Linked DNA regions of Gossypium hirsutum: region 2 is linked to region 1. The links are chromatin contacts, called in public Hi-C maps. All regions are on one chromosome and are shown on one strand. Each heading gives the region's core, a stretch centred on a gene start, on an enhancer-like site or on the middle of the called end of the contact. The rest is flanking DNA. Distances are from core to core; before and after follow the strand shown.

The links. Hi-C and Micro-C count contacts between places; a contact is called where the count stands out from the background.
Region 2: a Hi-C map of leaf shows a contact between it and region 1, with 2.8 times the contacts expected there. The contact joins the promoter of LOC107925400 here to the promoter of LOC107896694 in region 1. A contact is called at or near these places in 2 of 34 Hi-C or Micro-C datasets (both in leaf).

The regions. Positions count from the first base shown.
Region 1 is chrA10:96,657,045-96,664,619 of Gossypium_hirsutum_v2.1, reverse strand. It overlaps LOC107896694 (midnolin homolog), which reads left to right and starts at 5,401. Exons shown (of 1, transcript XM_016821926.2): 1 at 5,401-7,379. The coding sequence starts at 5,901. The coding sequence ends at 7,250.
Region 2 is chrA10:97,184,400-97,191,672 of Gossypium_hirsutum_v2.1, reverse strand. LOC107925400 (FCS-Like Zinc finger 15) reads left to right here and starts at 2,852. Exons shown (of 2, transcript XM_016856061.2): 1 at 2,852-3,271; 2 at 3,369-3,702. The coding sequence starts at 3,021. The coding sequence ends at 3,537. It overlaps LOC107896699 (dynein light chain 1, cytoplasmic), which reads right to left and starts at 6,171. Exons shown (of 3, transcript XM_016821931.2): 1 at 5,681-6,171; 2 at 5,420-5,525; 3 at 4,445-4,699. The coding sequence starts at 5,854. The coding sequence ends at 4,617.

The sequences.
Region 1 (7,575 bases), core at 4,152-6,651:
TATTGTTTATTTAGAAAAAATTAGTTGAATTTTATAATGCTCTTTGGAACACTAAGAGGGTTTTTAAAAATTTAATCATAATTGCATAGCTTTTGAAAAAGTTTGATAGTTATTAGCAAAAAACAAGGTGAGGAACTTTATGAAAATGTCAATTAATTTAGAAATAGCACAAAGATACTTCCTTTTCAACCTTTTCAATAGTTAATGAGAAGGAATTGGCAACAATCACGAAAAGAAAGGGGGTGAACGAGTCAACTTTTCTTATTCCTTTTGATGGTATGAAAGTTTCTCTTGTGTCTTCATTTAAAAAAATTGAAAATTTCATTGTGGTAATAAATTCCATGATCTTATCAACTCGTTCATCATTGAATCTCATTTATAAGAAAACCAAGTTTAAAAATCCCTCAATTCACTTTATCATAAGGCTTTTTGGGATCAGGTTTAACAGTTATCATATGTTTTTTTCTTTGTGTTCTTTCACTAATAATACCAAACAATCTTATGATCAATAATCAAATTGTCTTAAATTTGACAATTTGGGATGAAAGCTGCTTGAGCCTGCAGAATGGTATCCATTTTGTTTGCAAAAAATGCAATATTCAATCATGCACTAATCCTTTTCAAAAGCTTTCCAACGTGGAAGAGGTCCTTTACCATACAAATATCATCGCCTTTAATTTCCTCAAAAAACATATGATAGAATAAGCCTAAAAAACCGTCCAACCTAGGAGCCTTCATTGTGGCAAGGTTAAACACAACTACTTTGGTTTCTTCATTTATGATCATTGATTTAGTTTTTCATTCATCTCTGTATTAATAACACAATCAATACAATCCCTAATCATATTCTTAATCGTGTTTTTTTATTAGAAAAGAGGTTCTAGAAATGTTTTGTAATGAATGTTTTAATGTCATATTCATTAACAATCCAATCCCTATCATAGCTTTTAATTTGATCGATATGATTTTGCATTCGTTATTGGTGATGGTGGCACAAAAGAAAATAACATTTTGGTCTCATTGTTACATTTTAAAATGAGCAAATTTTGTTACTTTACTAATTAATTTATGTAAAATTGACAAAAAAATATTAATGTTGTAATTAATTGTCCTTAGGTGCTCACTCTTGAAATTGACAAATATTAAATTGCACAATATCCATATTGAGAAGGACTAAAGAGGTTTTTTTCCCCAACTATTCTCACTACTCTTCAATAAAGACAATTGTACCAATAGATGTACCAAACACAAACTTTCATATTAAAAGCTATGCTCTTATTTTGCTTGACTCTAGCTTTTCAGCATTCTTCCAGATTCATTTCAAAAGTCTATAATGTTCTTATCGACTTATTAACACACATAGTGCTTATGTCTTTAGCCACTTCAACGGTTGTCACTTTAATTGTAGACTTCTCAGGCGACAAACGTAGTATCTTTCAAACTATTTTTACCTTAAAATATTGCTCACTAAGAGTAGAAGTCTCATTAGTTATGCCACAATGTTTAACATAAAATTCAAATATGGTCTTATTATTAGACATTCATAAAGATTCAAACCTAGTGGTAAGCATTTAGAGCTTTGATAGCTTGACTTTAGGAGTTCATGAGTAGTTTCTAGAATAGTCCACGTTTCATGAGCAAAGACACATTTTGAAATTCTTTTGAATTCTTGTTAATTTAACCCTTTTGAAATAACAGACAATGATTTCGAATTAAAATTTTTTACTTTATGTTTTTCAAAGGTCTAGAGAGCTTCAAGCTTTGGGATATGTACATTTGTTTCACTGTAAGGAGGCTTTGTTCTAGTTAGAATCAGTCTTCATGCTTTCTTATCAATGGATTTTATGAAAGTCTTCATCCATGGATTCCTATTTACATAATTAGATCCATCCACAAGTGGTGGATGTATAATCAAATTGCCTTCCTTTAAACTTCCCATTGATACCAATTATAGGGTCTCATCAAATGATTTAAATGTGTGACCGTGATACCAATTGGAAATGCATAACTAGTAGTGAGGTGTGCTAAAAGATGTGGTACACCAATAAGAAAACACAAAAAGAATGAAAAATTGAACACATGAAGTTGTTAACGCAATTCAAACTTAACCTACATCTGTGGGGCCTTGCCTATAAATGAATTCTACTACTAAATCTCACGATATAAGCAATGATTTAAGCTCAACCTATCCTAACCCTCGAATAATTGTAGGCTCACCCAAGTACACTTAGTATGAACTCTTCCAAACTCATTCTTCCTATTGAAGTTAAAAAAAATAAAAACCAAATATAATTGTTACTTACTAATTTAACTCATTTGCTCCTTCTAAGTTCTATCAATCCTATGATAAAACCATCTATTTTCCCTTTTTCAACCCCATGACTAAACAATCTATTTATAGGCTTACAAAACTTCAACTTTAAATTTAAAGAAGATAATAATATTATTTAGTTGATAATTATTAACGATTTCAATTATCAACAAATGGCGTAATATTATCATAAATTAAATCTTCACATAATCACCCTATTGTTGTTAAATTATCTTCACATCATGATGTAAAAAAAATCTTTAGGAAGTAATAAGTCATTATCGTTAATTAATCACCAAATAATCTTCAAATAGTAACCACTCGAAAATGTTTAATTCAGATCAACACTATTAAATATGATTATCATTAAATAATACTTAACACAAATAGCCATCACATTATCAGCCAAAGAAGTCTTGATAAAGTGTGACTTTGCGTTATTGAATTCTAGAGCTTTGTGTAAATAAATCTTCTCGTTACATTAGTTGTCTTTTAGAGTAACACGTAAATTAGTGTAACTTTGTTGCTTAAATAAATTGGAATAAATCACTAGGTCAAATTTACCAACTATTTATAACAATATGCATACTTCCATAAACTATTATACCAACAATTATATATTTTTGGTTTACTCAAAATTTTTGATATATGCTATCAAAATCAATCAAAAATAAAATATCACGCTAAATATTAAGAAAATATTTTACAAGGATGACAAAAACGTAATATCAAAGAGAGGAAGACTTTTGCTCGTTTTGATAAATGCAAAAATCCAACATGCATGCATACATATAATATATGCACTTTCCTTTTTATACTTTGCTACATATTCAACTCTTCACGGGGTCAAATGAGACAAAAACAGTGTGTACCTCCATGTGCCTCTTCATCCAATGGCTGCTTCAAGAGTTTCATTGAGTAAGAAATAAATATCCAACTGTATTAAATTGAATTCTGTTAAAATACAAATTAATTGTCGATTTATAAAGCACTGAACTTCCCTCCTCTCTCTTTTTTTTTTTCTTTTTATATTTAATGCTAAACGCAGTGGTGGTTTGGAATTGTGACTTAGACATGGAATTTATGAAATTGGGTCTTAACTAATTCATGATAAAGAATTGAATAGCCAGTCTAGAATTATCCATATGTACACATGGTCATATATAGTAGATTAAGGATTGAAAATATATATTTATAAAAGTAGTTGAAATGATAAAAATATTAAAAAATTATGACGTTTTGGTGTTCAAATCCAATCAAGTATTATTCTTAGATTTTATATGCTTTGAAATGAAGAAGAGTTGAATTAGAACTCGATTAAAGGGAGACAATAAATCTCTTCAATTTCAAGTATATTAGTCAAAATGGAAGAAAAATATTAGTAGCATTCAATTTATTTGTTTATTTCTAACTTTTAAATAAAATACGAGTTTCATAAAAATGCAAAAAGAAAGAGGACAATTGATAGTTGAAGTATAAAGTGTCATATTATATCATAAAGTTTTGTGAAAAGTAGGTGTCGAAGATCATAGCGTATTGAGCAAAAAATGGAACATGGGATCCACAAATGTTTTTAACATATTGTGCACCAATCCAACAATTATCATGTTTTTTTTAATTAAAAAAATTAATTGTTTTAACCTTTTGATTAGCACTCAATATCAAATAATTGAAGTGAAAATATCATAATAAATGGTAAATAGTTTAGGGATAAGAAGGCGCATGCAGCAGCAAGAGTTGATGTGTTGAACAAATGAGTGGGAAAAGGAGGTTGGTGGATACAACATTGTGGGGGGTCACTCACTCTGGCCCTTTTCTTCCATTGCTGTCGCTCTTCCCTCTTCAACCAAATTTTCACAATCTTTTTCTTTGTTCTCCACTTATTGTTAACTCCTATCACTATTTAACTTAATTCCATTCCATTAATTTAATTTTTTCCAATTAACAAAGCAAAATAAATTGGGACGAGCAAATGAACCCGAGAAGGAGAGGGCCCTTCACAAACTAATTATGTCAAAATTATAATTTAAATCTTTTTAAATTATTAATAATTTAGTTTAAACATTTTTAATACAAATTTTTACTTATTTTATAATTTTATCTCAACCTTTCTAAATAAATTTTTTGGTTAATTATAACCAAAATCTATTTATATTAATCCACACAACTCTACCTTCTTTTTCTAATGATTTTTTTCAAAATTTTTAATAGTATAAAACCATATATTTATAATGTGTTCATGAATACATGTAATTGTTTAGGTCATGTATAAAATAATTATATATAACTTATTAACATATATATGATTTTAGTTTGTATTTCTAGTACATATACTAAAAAATAAAATATTATAACGAATAAATTAGTAACTTTAAAAATCGGGTAGGTTATCACAAATACCTCACTCCACCATATGCATTTAAAATAAAAAATCTCAGATGATATAAATTTTATTAAGTGGCCATCGTCTTAATAAAAATATTATAGAGATATTTGTATTAAGAGTTGATAATATTTTACTTTTATTATTTAAAAATAAATAAATTAACTTTTTTATATTAGAGCAGAAAGTAAATTAATCATTTTGGTTAAAAATTCCATCTATTTTTTACTATTAAAGCTAATTATTAATTGTATGTTAAAATGAAATACATGACACATCACATGCAATTATTTAATTATTCTATATTTTTAATAATAAGAATAAATAAAATTTTTAATAGTATTTAATCTATCGTACAAACAATAATTAACTCGTTTTTTAAATAAAAAATTAAATACAATCTTATTATTAATACAGTATCCTCTATTATAATTTTACCCTCATCCCTCGTTATACGAAACCCTTTTCTATGGAGTCTAATAATTTTTTATATTTTCAAGTATTATATATAAATAAGTTATAAGAAACTAATAATTGATTTTTATCAGGAAAGAAAAAGCCAAGTAAGCAGTAATATATTTAGAGATAAAAAACAAAGCGAATTTCATAATGCAATGGCAGAAAAAGAAGGAATCTACTCTAATCCATCCATCTACAAAGAAGAAGCATATTTTCTTCTTCTAAATTCTAATATATATTATATATAAAAAAATATAAAGAAGAAGAGCAAAGGGCAAAGCGAAGCAATGGAGTTAAAAGGAAAAACCCTTCCCAGGAGCTAAAGTGAGGAGTCAGAAGAGAGTGCTTTGGTTAGTAGATTCCTGTGGGAAGGTGATAGGCGGGGGGTTGATGAAAGCTAAAAAAGGGATTAGGGTTTAGCTTGTGTATGGTTTATATGATAATATCACTTTGTTTAATGTGTAGGCAAGTCAGTGTTCCACGTGCTCCTGGGGACTCTCTCCCCCCTCCCCCTCTTCAATGCCATATTTTTTTTCCCCACTCAATTACACTCTCTGACTCTCTGTTTCCCTTCTTTTGTTTGCATCTTCCCCTTCCCATTTCTCTCTCTTTTCTTGGCAGGGAAAAAAGTGAGTAACTTGTGGGAAAGCAAAAACAAAGGCCATATCTTTGATGTGAAAAGAGAGCAATACCAGTTACAAGGATCAAAGATTTTCTAGATATTTTTGCCTTCCCAGTTAGTTTAACATGATGGAAGGAATCAAAGGTGGAGGAGGAGGTAGAGTTGGTGTTGGTGTTGGTGTTGAAGAAGATATGGGAGATGGTATGCAATGCAGTAATCATCCTTATAGAAATAACCCTGGTGGGATTTGTGCTTTTTGCCTTCAAGAGAAGCTAGGCAAGTTGGTTTCTTCTTCTTTTCCTTTACCGATTCGTGCTTCACCTTCTTTTTCTTCTTCCCCGCCTTCTTTTAGATCTGATACTGGTGCCATTGCTACTAGTTGTGGCGGAAATGGTGGCGTTAGTGGTGGTGGTGGTGGTGTTGCCACTTTTTCCGCTTCTTCACTGTCTATGTCTGTTCGTCCCATAACAAAAACTAGGCTTGATAGTGGCAATAATAACAGTCATTATGAAGAATGTTATACAAGGCGGGCCAGGATCCCTTTCCTTTTGGCAAAGAAGAAAAAGAAGATCATGGTGGCATCATCAGATCATCATCATCACCACCACCACCATCATCATGCTAATATTGCTTTGAAGAGAAGCAAGTCAACTACAGCTCCCAGGAGAGGCCGGTTCTTGGATGGTGAAGTAGATAATGGTGGAGGCTTCAGTCCCAGAAAAAGAAGTGGTTTTTGGTCATTTCTCTATCTTTCTTCCAAGAGCCATAGTTCCAAAAAACCAGACAAGGTTGCTTCAATAGCACCACCGGCAGTCACTGTCTCAACAGCAACAACAATGGGGGGACCTTCATCCTCAAGTGCGGTCGTGAATGTAAAGCCAAAGGAGAAAAGCTTGGGTTCATCATTGTCGAGAAAAGGAGGCATTGTGGTAGTAGAAGAGGATGACAGCCCCAACAGTGAAGCCACTGCCTCAGCTGCATCATCATTTGAGCGCAAGGTTTCGAGATCCAGGTCCGTAGGCTGCGGAAGCCGGAGTTTCTCCGGTGATTTCTTCGAAAGGATCTCAACCGGGTTGGGAGATTGCACTCTCAGACGAGTTGAATCCCAAAGAGAAGGCAAACCAAAATCCTCCGCCGTCGGCGCCGCCTCATCATCATCAGCAATGAAAGAAAGGGTAAAATGCGGTGGCATATTCGGTGGTTTCATAATCACATCATCATCGTCTTCCTCCTCATCTTCATACTGGTTATCGTCATCAGCGGAGGATCATAACGGGAATGGGAAAGCAACAGGAGCAGCGCTGATCCATGGGAGGAGCAGGAGTTGGGGATGGGCATTTGCAAGCCCCATGAGAGCATTCACCAAACCATCCTTTGGTAAGAAAGATGCTACCACCGTCATTAGAGAATCAAACAACAAAAACACAACTCCCAATCTGGCTGCCATTCCTTCCTTATTAGCTGTTAGAAGCTAAAAATGATTCCAGTTAATACGCATTACATTGGCTTAATTATTATTGCCTGTTTATTTCCATATTTATTATCATATGTTCTTAAGAGACTCTATTCCTTTAGTAATGTTACACCCCTTAATCCCTTCCTTACTTGTTACTACTACTGCATCACATATATCTGCAATTAATTATATTTTGGACTCTTCATATTTTCTGATTCCTTAAATAATGTGTATTGTTTGTTAACGTTTGTAGTGTTGATTTGGAAGTAGTGTAAGAAACGTTTTTGCCCTCATCACATGCATTCACATGGCTGTATGACGGTCTTAAGACACATGCTTACCCC
Region 2 (7,273 bases), core at 1,603-4,102, 530 kb before region 1:
CTTAAGTTTTAATTTGTATCCAAATAAGCTTTGTAATGTTTAGTTTATATCTTAATAAAGTTGTAATAAAATTTATTCTTTTCATTTGAATTAAAAGCTTATTTAGATTATAAGTTAAAAAATAAGAAGCTTATTTAGATTATTTTTAGAATAAATTTTAAAAAAATTTAAGTGTTGAATTTTCACTATTGAAATTTTATAAGTAGTGAAGTTATATTAAAAAGTTGTTTGGTATATATTAATAAAAGTAACTATTGAATGTAGTTATATTGTTAAAATTAATCTTAGTTTTTATAATTATTTATTTTTTAAATTCAATCTTACTAATATTATATATATTATATATATTTTTTTCATAAACATAAAATATAATAAGTGGATATTGATTAAAAAATGAATAGAATTATCAAATACATTTAAAAAATGAAGTGTTAAGAATTTCCATGATTTATTATAAAGAAAAAAAGGAGTGTCTCTTTGGTAGAATAAAACTATAAAGCTTATTTAAGTAAGAGGAAACCGATAATGAAATTGTTTTAATATTTTAGCATTTTAATTAAAGGAAGGGATAACGTTTTGATTAATGTTTTGTCGTCGAAAATGAAAAATGCATTTCATTCTCAATTGGCTACTCTCATTACCATTTTTATTAATCACATATGTAGCTGCATGATGGTAATCTTTAATACAATAATTAATTATTAGTTCACCAATAAAAATACTTGAAAGTGCTTGACGTGTATGTATTCTACTATTTCTCATTAATCAATCATGCAAAACTTAGGATAATGTAAATCAATTATTTGATAAGCATACGAAAATGATATTAAGGAGCAAGCTATGATTATTACTATTATTATTATTATTATTATAGTTTTCTTGCTGGCAATTGCGCTTGTAAATGTTGATAAATGTGTTGCTTTTTCATAGGTTTAGGGAAATTGGAATTCACTCCAAAACTATTTATGTGATGTTAGCTTGCTAATGGTGCAAAATTAATTTTAAAATTGATTTTTTTTAATATTTAGAGTATTTGTTTTTAAAAAAATTAATATATAAAAACTTTTTTTCAATTAAGAATTAACAACACTAAGCAATTCTAATTAATTAAGCCATCATATGTAATTTATTCATAAATTTAAAAGCAATGGAATCGTAATTAAAATTAAACCATGGGAGATTGGAAAACTCCACACACACATATCATTGTCTCTATGCATTTTTTTTCTTCTGATTTGTTCCAATCCCAAAAATAATGAAAAATCACGTCATTTGATGGTTCATAAAATAAATACTTGAAAGCTATATATATTGTCTCGCTTTCTTAGTTTTAAGGTTTATTTTATTTTGCAACGTAGGTAGGCTGCTGGTAATACTTGATATATAGATGAATTATGTTTCTTCGATGGGGATTAATATTTGTCTTTCTTTTAAAAATATAAAACACATTATTTGATATCCAACATGAACGAATGCACTTCAACTAATACATTTATTGGTAAAGTTCTAAATTTAAAATTATCGAATTTTCCGTTTAAATATGACGTTGTTACAAAACAATAATAAGAACCAAAGAATAAAGTGTTGTGATGAATCTAAAATGGTGTCAAGGTTGTAGTATTGACCAACTTTGGAGAGGATTGGATTCCAATACATTGGTGTAAAACAATTAATTGAAGGGAGGTTTGGCATTAAAGCAAACACACTGGTTCGTACACCACGTCTTTGTATAGGGTTTTCAAATAGCTGCCAAAGCCTTAAGTAAGACCACGTACCCCCAAAAATCAGAAGAAGCATGAATCGAGACAAAAGGAAGGGCAGAGATCAGCTAAGTAAAAGTACATTCGTCGGCTCTTATTTGAATAACATATGCCTTTTTTTATTTATTGTGATTTATTCTCCTTTTAAAAAATCCAAGTAGTAATAATCGTGACAAAACTATTTGCTTTACCACCCTATGTCACTCTAAAACAAATCATAATTGTAGTTAGTTCATTTTTGGAATTCTAATTTGAGTCAATTTTTTTAATTTTAAAATATTTTAATTGAACTTTCAAATTAAAATATCCTTTCAATTAAGTCCTTTGACATGAGTTTTTTTTAATAATAAAAAAAAACTCATTTGGATTAATAAATATCTATTTGAATATGAAATACAAGTTAATATTTAACAACCAAATTAATGACTAGATTGATGGAAACACTTAATTTGAACTATACTGTAAATTGGGGTTCAATAAAAAGATTTTGAAGTTGATAGAGTAAATTAAAATTTAATGGTGAAAGTACTCGCAAAGTCCCTCTATTATAGGAATTGAATAAAATAAGGCTTAGTGTCTCTATCATATTAAATTAATCAATTTAATCGTGAATTAATAGAAAGAATCAAATTGTAATAAAGTTAACATTTATTGTTAAAGTGAAGAAAGGGGCAGGAGGTAAGGGTCCTAGTTTTTATTTTAGCCCCTTCAAAATTTATAAAGGTATAACTTAATAATAGCAAAATTATAGTTTAACCCTCTAAAATAATGAAATTTTAATTTAATCATTTTCAAGACTTGAATACAATAATAAAATTATATTTTAACTATCTTAAAAATATAAAATTTAATTTCTTCTCCTCCAAAAGAATTCTACTTTCACCTGTTTATTATATAAAAATGATTATTTTTCATTAACATTTCAACTGGATGTCTACAACAGAGGATGCTGCACCCAAAATTAACTCATAATGTGCAATGGAATTAAGTAAAATAAAGAAAAGGTTAAAAAAATGGATAATGAGAAAGAAAGAAAAGAAAAGAAACTTGAAATGAAAGGGATAATAAGTGGGATGCGTGGCAGTTAAAAGAATAAGCAGTACAAAGTCAAATCCTTGGCTACACAAATCGTCCTTTCTTACTGCTACTGCTGTATCAACCCCCTCCTCTTCCCTCCGCTCTTTATAACTCCCTTCTTTCGATTTATATTTTTCTCTCATCCAAACAAACCACATCACTCTCCCAAAAAGGAATGAAAAGATGGTGGGACTGAGTGTAGTTTTGGAGAATCAAAAGAGTGGTAACCATAACATATTCAGTAAAAAAACCCCGCAACTTATTAGCAAAACAACCATGTTAATCAACACCAGCAGCAAAGTTTCTTCATCTTCTTCGAGCTCTTCTAGGTTGTCTCCTCCTACCACCACTTCTCACATGGTTCCTTCCTTTCTTGAACAATGCTTCCTTTGCAAACAAAAACTTTTGCCTGGAAAAGACATCTACATGTACAAGTATGTTTTTTTTTTCCTTTTTCTTTTTTTGTCGACTGTTTCTTTCTGTATGATTGATTCATGGTTTTTCTTTTGTTGTTGTTGTGATTGTTGGTAGGGGGGATAGGGGTTTTTGTAGCGTGGAGTGTAGGTGCAGGCAAATTTTCATGGATGAAGAAGAGAGTTTGAAGAAAGAAAATTGCTGTTTGGCTTCCATGAAAATTAAACCTTCAACACCTTCACCTTCTTCTTCTTCAGGCTCTCGCCATCATCGCAAAGCTTATTGAGAAACCTATGCAGCTGCCAAGAACTGGAAAACTTTTTTTTTTCATTTTGGTTAATTTCAATTGTATTTTTCCAGTGTAGGCTTGGCTAATTTTGTAATGACGGTGCCATGCGCTGTCGTTTTGCATGCTGGAATGAAGCCAAAAGAGCTTTTCCTTGTCTTTTAACTATTTTTGCCTTGAACATATATGGGATTGGTAGAGGAGCCCATGGTTTTGCTTTATTCCCTTCTCATTTAACATTTAGGATAACTAAAATAAATATTAAAAAAAACAAAACAATAATGGAGACCATTCATGGTATTTTACAGTTTGATTCATTTTTTTAATAAAAATACATGGATTCTATTATATTTTAAAATTACAACTACATAAATCAATTGATTTAACTATGTTTAAATTTGGCATTTTTTAATAAAATAAAATAAAATTAGTAAAATTCCAAAGAGTTTTATGATTTTATTGCAGGTTTGTTGTGTTTCAAAACGACAAAACATTTCATAGTAATTGAAAATATTGTTTTATCTGGACTGCATTTTACTGGTATTATTCTGGAGGGAATGAAGAATTAGTAATCTATAAAGAATAAACAAATTACTACTTGCCATTAAGGATCATTAATTTTCTTTTTCTTTATTTCTTTCACTTGTCCATATTTTTTTTTGGGATCATTTAGTTAGTGTTTATAATTAAATACCATTTTCACAACAAGAAGAAGAAGAAGATATTTAGTAACAATATTTACAAATTTGTTTTGATGCAGGCACATCGATAATTTAACACTGGTGACAGCTATTTGTTTTCAATGAGACGAATCCATATTAAATAGGGTCAGTTTTTCTTCTTCTTCTTTTTTTTTTTAATATTATTGATGTTAATTTTAATAAATGTTCTAAAATTATTCATACAGTAAAAAAGAAATAATCTTTCTTAAAATATCAACTCGGGTGTGTGTTTGATAAAATTATTTTTACAAGGCAGGCAGATGAGTTTTATGACATACAAGCATGTGCTTGGACTAGTACATACAGTTTGCTAACCGCAACAGGTAGTTTAAGTAGAAGCCTCTCATCTCTCCATGATTAACCAGATTTGAAGAGCAAAACTGCTTTCTGATCCAAATAGAAATAAACAAAGTGGTTCGTCTCGTGGGTTACGTACGAACCTGCATTCAAACGACATTCAAAGGATTAATCCAACTAATAATTATCAGTAATTTATCTTAGGTTGTCTTCACCAATTAGGAATGTCTAGTTATAGCATATAAACCACAAAACCAGGAGCAAGCAGGCCGCGTGGTCAAACATAATCGTATATGGTGAATAAAAATTGCATCCATAAGAGTTTTTGAAGAAGGGAAATGCCGGTATAGATCCTACTTCCTTACACCAAACGACCCAACTTCTACTCGAATTAGTATCTAATATAGTAGTGTTACATGTTCCCTAAGTATGTAATACACGATCGACTTATATAACGTGTTTCTTTGGTAATGAGCATCCAACATAGATCGGAGTTTTAAGCTTAAGACCTCGAAACCGAAAGTTCCAAGCTCAAACCTTGAATAGAGGTCCAACCTTAATGGCATGAACTAAATATAAAACAAACAAGAACAATTGCCATTATAGCTATTTCCTGAGAAGGTTTCAAACAGGTAATTAAGCACATTGATGAACCACACTGAAAAATCATAAGGTCTAAGCTTAAGACAATCCAATCTAACATCAATGGCAGTTATGATAGCTTAACGCACGATGGAAATGATAGCTCATATAAGCTATGATATGCTTCCTTTCAAGTAAAAACAACAGCATCACTTAAAAATAACATATATCTTGGACTATATTTTCTATGAAAATTGAATTTAATGGAAATTTGGGTTTACCAAAATTGCGACCAACAATGCAATGCCAAGTAGGTCCATGTTTCTTGTCGAATTCTTTCTTAATGTACTCTGCTACATCTTTCTCTACATTGTTCTTCTCGAAAGGCTAGTCAAAACCCCCAGAAGGAAAAACCACTCAAAGTTAGCAAATTTACAGTATTTACTAACAAATCAAGATCAAACGAAGAAAACCCAGAAACTAATTCCAATAAAAAAGCCATAAAAATTAGGAATCTTGTAAGGTAGAGAAAAAGAGCTAACGGAAATGGCTATATCGACGGCCTCTTTTTGCATGTCGTCTTTCATGTCGGCGCTTTTGATAATAACTTTTTTGGGTTCTGCAGTAAGCACTGGAGAAGGCTTCAATTCATCAGTTTTCTGTTGTTTCACCGTCAGAGCTCCGGTGGTGCTTCTTTTAGCTGCTTCAGTACTCATCCTGTTTTTCTCTTTTTCGTTTTTTCAAATTCCAGAGCCAAAAGAAGAGAAAAAGAAAAGGGAGAGACTCAGTTTCCATAAAATTCCAGTTTGCAACAATGGAGTTTTTGTGTTGGAAGAAAATGAAAAATGGAAAACTGGAAATGATTGTCAGTTGATACTTTGGGGAATGAATTGAAGTGTGTTCACTGTTCTTTTATCTACAAAATTATGATGTGTTTCAGATGCCCACTTCACTCTTCCATCCAAATTAAAATGAAAAATACTCTTTCAATTTTAATATTTTTTTAATTTAATTTTCAAATACCTTTTAGCAGGAATTATTTATATTTATATTTATATTTATATAATCTAGGGAAAAGTACATTACAAGTCATCTAGATTTCTTTTGTTAGGATAATACTTTCAAAACTTTCACTTAATTAATTTAATTTGGTGAAAAGGTGAGGTTGTAATTAAAAATTAGTATAATAATAAATTCAGTTTTCAACTTTTATATATTATCTTAATTTAATTATAAATTTAAAAGAAAATTAATCCTTAATATTATAAATTATCTCAAATTAATCTTAATTTTACAAAATAATTCGATATATCAATACACAAATATTTTTTAAAAATATATAAAAATATAAAAATAAATTGTATTTTATATAAAATAATAAATTAATCTAATATATATACCAAATAATAAAAATTACTTAAAATTTATATTAAATCATTAAAAAAGTATTTCTAAAATTTCCTCCGCCCCCATCTTGGCTCCCATAAACTCTACCACCATCATCAATTAGTGGTTTACATGGGTCGGGCTAGGTTCGGGTTGGACCCAATCAAAATTTTAGATATGTTTGTTAGGTTTGGATTCATCCCGAAAAATGGGTCTAAGATTTTACCAAAGTCCGACCCAAATAAAAATGTTAAAACTTGGGCTTTTCTTGGCCCATTAGTATTAATTTTTTTATATTATTTATTATGTAATTTTTTTTTAAAAATATGATACATAAAAAATACTAAAAATATTGAAATAAACAAATATATATATACTTAAATAACACTAAGATAGGTGCAATTTAATAAGCAAATGCCTTTAAAATAGTAATAAAATTAGCAATAAAGTAAGAGTTATACAATATCTAAAGAATAACAATAAAATAGTACCAACGTAATAGTAAAATAGTAGTAAAATAGTGAAAAGAAAATAGCAAAAAAGAACAGTAAAAAATAGCAACAGTTTTTTTTTTCATATTCGGGCTGGGCCAAAAAGCCTTATCCAAGGCTCATCTCATTTTCTAAACGGGCTTTATTTGTTCCAAACATATTTTTTGGACTTATATTTTTACCCAAATCCTCTCATTTTTCGGGTGGACCGTATAGCCCAAGCTATGGACAAGTTTATTATCAACCTATTTATGGATT